3 separate regions of the Hordeum vulgare genome follow, and all the other regions are linked to region 1. Evidence: chromatin contacts called from public Hi-C data. All regions are on one chromosome and are shown on one strand. The core of a region is the stretch at or near the end of the contact, and the rest is flanking DNA. Distances in the headings are between cores, read along the strand shown. Region 1 holds the start of LOC123448787 (tubulin alpha-2 chain). Region 2 holds the start of LOC123417752 (ALA-interacting subunit 3-like). Region 3 holds the start of LOC123448794.

The links. A called contact is a pair of places that touch in the nucleus more often than the background predicts.
Region 2: a Hi-C map of seedling shows a contact between it and region 1, with 2.0 times the contacts expected there. The contact joins the promoter of LOC123417752 here to the promoter of LOC123448787 in region 1. A contact is called at or near these places in 2 of 6 Hi-C or Micro-C datasets (leaf and seedling) and 1 of 1 datasets of contacts at active chromatin or transcription factors (embryo).
Region 3: a Hi-C map of leaf shows a contact between it and region 1, with 2.0 times the contacts expected there. The contact joins the promoter of LOC123448794 here to the promoter of LOC123448787 in region 1. A contact is called at or near these places in 3 of 6 Hi-C or Micro-C datasets (leaf and seedling) and 1 of 1 datasets of contacts at active chromatin or transcription factors (embryo).

What each region holds. Positions count from the first base shown.
Region 1 is chr1H:489,761,061-489,764,027 of MorexV3_pseudomolecules_assembly, reverse strand. It overlaps LOC123448787 (tubulin alpha-2 chain), which reads left to right and starts at 1,397. Exons shown (of 4, transcript XM_045125799.1): 1 at 1,397-1,683; 2 at 2,436-2,670; 3 at 2,760-2,967. The coding sequence starts at 1,591.
Region 2 is chr1H:489,939,030-489,941,996 of MorexV3_pseudomolecules_assembly, reverse strand. It overlaps LOC123417752 (ALA-interacting subunit 3-like), which reads right to left and starts at 1,398. Exons shown (of 8, transcript XM_045106922.1): 1 at 1,165-1,398; 2 at 988-1,045; 3 at 760-818; 4 at 578-652; 5 at 346-453; 6 at 1-227. The coding sequence starts at 1,045.
Region 3 is chr1H:489,896,375-489,899,341 of MorexV3_pseudomolecules_assembly, reverse strand. LOC123448794 reads right to left here and starts at 1,577. Exons shown (of 7, transcript XM_045125811.1): 1 at 785-1,577; 2 at 81-323. The coding sequence starts at 1,423.

The sequences.
Region 1 (2,967 bases), core at 148-2,647:
TGGTGAGGAGATACATGCATGAACCAAGGAGTGGGCATCTTGATACTGTGCACACAATCCCGATATACTTGAAGGGGACTTCGGGTAAAGGGTTGTGGGTTGGGAAGAGTGGACATCTTGAGGTGGATGGCTATAGTGACTATGACTGGGCCAGTTGTTAAGATGATAGAAGATAACCTTCTGGCTACTGCGTGTTTGTGGCAGGAAATTTGGTGTCATGGAGAAGTAAGAAACATCTGGTTGTGTCTAGATCAATAACAGAAGGTGAGTATGGAGCGTTATCTCAAGGGTTGCATGAGATGCTCTGGGTGAAGTACCTACTGAGCGACTTGAAACTTCGGAGGAAGGGACGTTGAAGGTGTGGTGTGAGATCACTCAGCTATAGCCATCGCTAATAACACAACTCAACATGATAGAACAAAGCATGTGGAAATTGATCGCTTTTGATTAAGGAGAACTTGATGCCGGGATCATTGGCCTTACTCATGTCAGCTATAGGCAACAGTTTGGAGATTGTTTTACAAAGGGGTTGGAAACAAAATACTGTAACTTGGCATGTGACAAGATGGGAATGATAGATATCAACCATCCATCTTGAGGGTAAGTGTTGAACCGGTATGGGCCCAACCCATTCATTTATCTCTTAGGGTCCAAACCCATATAAAGGGACTGACCTAGAAGGAGGCTCTCCCGTTCCGTGCTCAACCATCACACACATACACACGGTCTCCACGTACTCGCCTCTCACGATTCAACACTATTCATCAAACAATGTTTTTTAATATAGCTTCGATTTTTTCATTTTTGCCCAGATTACCACAGACGTGATTTCTTCATAGAACTTTATACGCGAGTATATTGGTTGACTATGTATATTACAAAAACAAAATTCAGTTTTTTGGATTTCTATAGCATTTTATTGGATTTATTTTTCATAAACGGTGCGCGTGCATCCATGTTCACCAAATTCGCGTCCTAAAGATAGAGACGTAGTATAAATGATTTTACAGAAAAAATTCCTATGAGATTCAATGCAATGAATTAAAGAATCTTTTGGATTTCATCTTCATAAGAATGGCTGAGTTTTGACGTTGGCTTGTCAAACCCATTACAACCCTCTTCTTTTATCCGGACTTGAGACCGGCTATGTCGAGGCAACATAGACGGAGTTCAATGAATCAAAGAATAAATATAGATTTTTTTTGAAGGATTTCAATTCTTAAAAAATCATGTGAAATTCCTTTAAATCAAACTCGAAGATTTCCCCGGAAAAATAGAGCACGCCAACGTCTCTTTGTACTCTCTCACCGTGCTAATCGCTACTCCCAATCATGCGTGAGGGCGCGGATGCGAAAACGCTACACATACCAACCATACGCGAGGGCGCGGATGCGAAACCGCCCGCCGCTCGCCCGCTCCTCCCGCAGTCCACCCCGTGCCGCTCTATATAAGCGAGCCGAGAGCGGGGTGCCGAAACCCTAAGCAGAGTGGGGAAAGGCGTCTTCGTACTCGCCTCTCTCCGCGCACACGAGCTCTCGCCCCCTTCCTCCAACCCATCTCGCCAGCGGCGCAGCCCAACCACCCGCCACAATGAGGGAGTGCATCTCGATCCACATCGGCCAGGCCGGCATCCAGGTCGGAAACGCGTGCTGGGAGCTCTACTGCCTCGAGCATGGCATTCAGGTACGGATCCGCTCGCCCCCCCCCCCCTCCCCCGTTCACCCGTCATGTTTAGCATCGGATCTGGGGTTTGTGGCGGTCGGCGGTGTGCTCAGTCAGTCGGATCTGGGCGCAGATCTGACCGCGGCCGGCCAGATCTGCGGTTCGTAGAAGGGAAAAATCCGGATCTGGCGAAATGTATGGTCGCTTTAGTTGGTCGATCTGGTGTTTTGAAGATTACAGACATTTCGAATTTGAATTTTTAGGTGTAGATTTACTGGATCTCAGATCCGATGCAAGTCTCGCCCTGTTTTGGAGTGGTTGCTTAGGTTCTCCATGTTTTAGATCTGACCAGTCTTCTCTAAATGGATCCATCGTTTTGAAAAGCCCCTTCCTAGATAGTGGATCGCAGTGTGTATATTGTAATAAGACTTCACATGTATCGTCTGCTACTTGTTAGAACACCACCGATCTGGCACACGCTTGTTTGTTTGATCTGTTTCTGTGATCTACTGTGTAGTTCTGTTCTAATTCTGCTAGATCCGGTGCTATGCGTTCATGCATGTCATTCAATCCTTGCTGATGGTTTGAAATGTATATTGCCTGTTCGTAGAGCAATGGATCTCAAATTAATTACCATACCTCTGTTGCTGTTCGTAGAGTAATGCAATCAATTTCGTAAATGCCTTCAAGATCTTTTTCTTGTCCTGTTGCTACAGAATTTAGTAGTATGTTAAGCTTTGCACCTTTAACAATGTTTAATACCCCTTGTGCAGCCTGATGGTCAGATGCCCGGTGACAAGACCGTTGGGGGAGGTGATGATGCTTTCAACACCTTCTTCAGCGAGACTGGTGCTGGGAAGCACGTCCCCCGTGCAGTCTTTGTTGATCTTGAGCCTACTGTGATTGATGAGGTGAGGACTGGTGCTTACCGCCAGCTCTTCCACCCTGAGCAGCTTATCAGTGGCAAGGAGGATGCAGCCAACAACTTCGCCCGTGGTCATTACACCAGTAAGTGCTGTGCTCTTTGTTTGTAATGATGTTGGTAATCACTCTTGCTGTGCTTATCATCTGGCTAACGTTTGGTGCTGCTATTGCAGTTGGCAAGGAGATTGTTGATCTGTGCCTTGACCGTATCAGGAAGCTGTCCGACAACTGCACTGGTCTCCAGGGCTTCCTTGTCTTCAATGCTGTTGGAGGTGGAACTGGCTCTGGCCTTGGTTCTCTTCTCCTAGAGCGTCTCTCTGTTGACTATGGAAAGAAGTCCAAGCTTGGGTTCACAGTGTACCCATCTCCCCAGGTGTCCAC
Region 2 (2,967 bases), core at 149-2,648, 180 kb before region 1:
TAGGTGTCGTTGAAGAGGCTCCATGCGATGAGCCCGCACGGCACGATGAGGGAGCCGTCGCCGGTGGTGGCCTCCGGGTCGCAGGCCTTGATCACCGCCTTGGGGTCCTTGTAGTCCTTGTCGCGCAGCTGCTGGTCGCTCCGGCTCTTGACGTACCGCCGGTGGTTCTGGTAGAAGTTCTCCAGCTGGTAGTAGACGTGTATGGGGCCCTTCATAGGCTTGGGCACCTGAAACAAAGATGACATGTTGTCATCTCTGTTCTGAAGTTTTTGTCTAGTGTAACCAGCAATGTACTACAGAGTACAGACACATTTCTGAATGGGAAGATGTGTCTCTGAATCTCACCGTGATCTTTCTGGTGCACGCCTTGTCGACCTTGGAGTCCTGGATGAACCCTATCTTGTCGCTGGCGGTAACACACTCTTCGTCATATCGATCTACCAGTTCAACAATCTGCATTTTGCAATATTGTCAGATTATTAGGAAACAAGAAACTGTGCATCCATATACTATCTTTTGCACATGAAATGCATTTCAGAAAGCAGTACTCCAACTGCACTTGTCTGAACTTTTTTACCTCCTGCGACGCCGAAAGCGAAGCGAGCCCTATCGGGACGAAGATGATGCCGATGAGCGAGAAGGCACCGATGACCTATCAATTGATGGTTTTCTGTTACAGATTCAGGTTGAAAAAGATGCAGTCCTTGATGTCAGATCTGGGATCAAGGGCAATATAGACGGTGGAGTGAGTGAACCTACGATTCCAGGAGTTAGCAGTGGCTTGCATGCTGGGAGCTCCTGCTGCGTGAATTTAGAATCTGGCAGAAGGGGGGGAATGCATTTTAGTCACAAGAACACGCGCCTGCATTTAAGAAAACTGCAGCTGCAGGGACAATCCGATGTTTGATCGAGATGCTAAAAGGCCTAACAAATGTACCAAAATGAAACAGGGGAATGGGGAATCAAATAATGACGGCAGAATCATACATTTGGGCTTGTTGGCCGACCGCCGCGAGACCTCGCTCTCCGACCCTGACACACTCATCTGCGTACAGTAGCAAATTAATTAACTGGATCGATGGATCGGCCGCGTAGTATCCAATGGAATCACACGTTTATACCAGCCCTGATCAGAGACAACGGAGATCATACCAAACCAATTACCTGATCGACCGCAGGTCAAGCGAGCGCGATCGTGACCGTGATCGTGATCGCTGCCCGGGCGCCGGCCGGAGGAGGAGGAGGAGGGGATTCCGGTGGATCGGTCGTCGTCCCCGCGTGGTTTGGCTGGTTGCGAGGGGTGGATGGTTGGTGTTGGTTACCCCACTGCCGTTGGAGTCCGGTGATTCGGGAGAGCCGTTCGCCGCAAACAGACAGTGCAGGCAGGTGCATATATACGACAGGGTTCACTCACAAGTCGTACATACATGTCCTCCTGAACACAGCCGGACGAAATTACCTTGTCTCGTTACGGAAAGAAATCAGATTACAGCACGCGCACAGGCGCCTGTCTTGGAACATCATTTGCATGATTGCATTGCATCACTTTTGACATGGAAAATCGCCGCCCACAAGTTTTGTTGCCACACAGAAATATTTCCGCGTATATTTAGTGAGCATCTCCAGTCAGTCATTGTTAATTTGGACCCTCAAGCGCCTGCGGACACACCCAAACAGTGGCCGGATGTGTCCGTTTTAACTCGTCATATTTGCTGCAGAAGGCCTTTAAATTGACCTTTCGTTTATTTAGTCATTTCGTCGAACATGGTGTATGCGACCTCACAGAGCACGCAGGAGGCCAGCGGCTGGCAAGCTAGCAAGCCAGCGGCCGCGGCGGCTGGCAGCGAGTAGCTAGCTAGCACGCATGCGCAGCCCGCATGGCTCATGCGCGGCCAGCACGCATGGCTGGGTGAGCACAGCGGGAGCACGACGGCCAGCTCATGCGCGGCGGCCAGCACGCACGGCTGGGTGAGCACGCGAGCTCGGTTGGATGAGGAGGATCACGTCAAACTATAAGAATCAACACATCACACACAGAATAAGGAGCGCGAAAAATGGAAACGCAGCGCAGCGTCTGACCTGAAGGAGAAGATGAAAGCCAAAAAACTCAGACGAGCATACGTCCACGTGACTCACCTGGTTTTGGTTCAATCTGGTTGCCAAAAACCCCACCTGCCGCGAGAACGAACAACGCGCAGAGACACACGCACGCACACCGGACTACGAGAGCGCAGCAGCCCCGGCGCGCGTGAGCTCTGGCACGGGAGCTCTGCCTTGGCCCTTGGGCACACCAGCCACAGCGCGGTGCGGCGTGCCGCGGGCGCTCCGCTCCGGCGTGGCACTGCAAGAGCACACCGGCCATGCCGCCCGCGAGCTCCGGCGCAGCCCGGCTTCGCCCGGGCGCATGAGCTCTGTCCCGAGTGCGGCACGAGCTCCGGCAGCCTCCGTCCATCTCACCCCCGACGTGTGTGAGTTCAGGCGGCCTTACTCCGTGTCGTTTTTTTTAGAAAAAGAGGCTGAGCCCCGGCCTCTGCATCAAGAGATGCATACGGCCATATATTATAAATCAAAATAAGTCTTCATCGAGTACAATAAGTCTGAAGCAAAGAAAGAATCAACGATGCAAGGCATCACTCATGCCCAAGGCGGAGATGGTAGAAATATAAATGACTAAACACCTATCCTATTAAGATGATGTCATCCAAACCGGTTGAAGGTACCCTGTGCTACCATCTCCCATCTGACACACCCAGTAGCTATAAGCTCCCTGGCGTCCACATGAGTGAGTGATGACCAAGTGCGGATCAGTGCGGTAGCCCCGTGAATAACCTGCAAGAAGTGAAAATCGCGTTGTCTGTTAAACACCAAGTCATTCCTGCAATTCCATATTGCCCACAACAATGCACAAGACCCCACGCGAATAAGTTTAGCAAAATGTACATCAACCTCTTTTAGCCACATCCCGAA
Region 3 (2,967 bases), core at 328-2,827, 140 kb before region 1:
CTAGAAAGTTATCTGAAGGATAAAATAAATAAAAACTAATGAACATGCGCAGATTCATATATCAAGAATAAGAGAAGTACCTTGTGATCATAAGCATACCAAATGAGGTGTTGCTTTGACAGATTAATAGGCAAAAGAAGTGTTGTAGAGTCTCGCACAAAAAGTAAGGGACCCAACTGAATAAGGAAACCAGGTGCATTGTCATTTCCATTAGTTGAACCACCTCGTGATGATTCTAACCTCCAAAAATCTCCACGTGCAACAACTGAACTATCAACAGTGTGGTGCCTTGTATTGTACATTGCCGAGACATTTACAGTCCCCTGCATCATCATCATTACAGGTGTTATGATGTGTACTTGAGCATATTGAATGTGTTTCAGCACCGCAGACCCAGTACAATTACACTCTAAACCTGTACAAAAACCCATCATAAATCTGCAGAAAAAAAGAAGGGTATAACCTTTGGTATACGAAAAGGATATCTGAAGTACATGTACTACTAAATGACAAACATATAGCCACAAACAGTATATCATGTTGAAATTTAAGAGGAGTGTTAGCTTTTAACCCAAACAGTCAATCAGATTATTTCCAACAATGAACGCAACCAGTTACAACAACAAGCACATACCCACCATTCTACAACTAAATCATCCATGCATTAGCTAAGCTTCCACACGTATAAGATACTACATCATCTCACTTTGAAGCATTGTGTATCAGACATGTGTAAGGGAGAGCAGAACACATATGGATTGAGATGGGAATCCAACATTGGTACCTGAGGCTTCATAAATCTTCCCAGAGTCCCAATCTCGAACTCGAACCCCTCTTCTTCTTCATCGGACCCATCCGCACCCTCGGCCGCCCCAACACCGACCGCACTGGCGGCGGCGGCACTACCAGTGGCGGCCGCGACCGCCGCAGCCACCTCCTCGAGGGAATCCCTTTCCCCGACACCCTCCAAGGCTACCCCGCCGCCCTCGGCAGCCCTCTCCGCAACGAGCCCCGCCTCCCCCACGTCCACCGCCGCTGGCGTTGGCGGCGCAGCGGGGCCCTCCCACTTCCGGCGCCGGGCGCCCTCCGCGCGGAACGGCACGGGAATCTGCCTCGACAGCTGCTGCACGGCGCCGCCGACGGAGGCGCCGAGTTCGGAGCCCGCCTGGCCGAGCCGTCCGCCGATCTCGACGAAGGAGGCGACGGCCACGGCGGGGAGGTCGACGCCCCCGCCGCCGACGAAGGGCACGGCGGGGAGCTCGATGTCGAAGGGGATGAGCTTGAGCGGCAGCGGCGGGGCGGGCCACGGGAGCTGCGGCGGCTGCACGTGGAGGAGGAGGCCCGAGACGCCCTGCGCGAGCCGGTAGGCCAGGTCCTGCCCGTGCCGCTGCACGCCCAGCAGCGCGTCCAGGGAGATCTCCATGGACTACGGCGAAGCGGATAGACTCGAGCGGCGGCGGAATGCGGAGGCTAGCCGCTAGCGTGTGTGGTGGCGGTGGCGGCACGGCGGGGCTGGGGTCGATGACGCATGCCAGCCTGCTTGTCCGGGAGTGGAATGTGGATGGCGTATCGTGTGGATATCCTGTGTCGAACCCTGCCCACATGCATTCAAATCAGATTTCAACGAACCTTCCAATTTTCATGTGAACCGGATGGTTTGTTAGCAAAGTTCAGACATGATTTGCAAAAAAATGGACGTCATTTCGTCCGTTGAACTGAACAAAGCCCGCAACACTCGAAATATAATTACAGAAAATAACACAGCTCATTTTTAACTAGCGTGCCGATATCCCTACTACTACATCAATAGTTCGGATACGAGATACCAATACCGGATATTCAACGAGTTTTTCCGGATTATCGATTTCAAATTCAATGGTACTGAAGTTAGAACTGGCATATGCCGTCCCACACATGATGCCCCCTGAGGGTCATACAAGAATGTATGTGTGTTAATGGCATGTCCTTGACCCTGTAGTACATCATGGCACCACGTGTAGGCTATACAACATGTAGAGCAACATTGAATGAATGAGAAATTAATCAACATGTAGAGTAAAAAAGAGCAAAACTCGAAAACTCAATGGTTGAAGATCCCAATGGCCACATTGTCTTCACTTGGTGAATTGCACCGCAAAACTTCATGATGGAGCTGCAAATGGTGTACCACTGATGCGCTAGCGGCTTCACATTGCGTTCATGCATGGCATGCATGTCGTAGGACGTGAAGTTCTTCCGCTCATGAAATAAAGTATGCAAGCTTTGATAGAAGGTCATGCCCTTGTTACCTACAAAGTTCGCATATACGGCTAACCATGCATCACACAACAACTCATTCTCGATCAGGGAGTACCCCACCATCGTGTACTTTAAAAACAACAAGAAATTCAAACAAAAAGCTCAATGGCATTTGATCGAACATGTGTCGGTCGTGGTGGTTGGGAGGGAGTCGTGGGTGGCCAACAACGTAATCCAAGGTGGGCAACTGTGTGGGTGAGTTTTGCCGACGTCGGAGGATGCATGGGTGGCGGTCGAAGAGGTACATCAACGCGTTGCATGAGGAGCGACGGATGAAAAGAAAAGGGGAGTCATGGGTGGCCAACAATGTAGTCCAAGGTGGGCAGTCGCGTGGGTGAGGTCTGCAGACGTTGGAGGATGCATGGGTGGCGTCCGAAGAGGTACATCGACGCGTTGCATGAGGAGTGCCGGATGAAAAGAAGAGGCGAGCAAAGGTGGAGTGGAAGAAAAAGGGACCAGGAGGGGGATTTGAGTGGGCCTGGGATGTCAAAGTCATTCGTGGCTGATATCCAGACTCCCGCAAAGCCCCGCCCCCTATTTGTTTCCGGTTTATGGGAAAAGGATGCCCGGACCGACCCATGGAGAATACATGATCATGTTGGATAACAAAGCACATATGGACCGCATGATCTAAACGAATGTGGGCGATTTGGGAGTCTATGTTGGAAA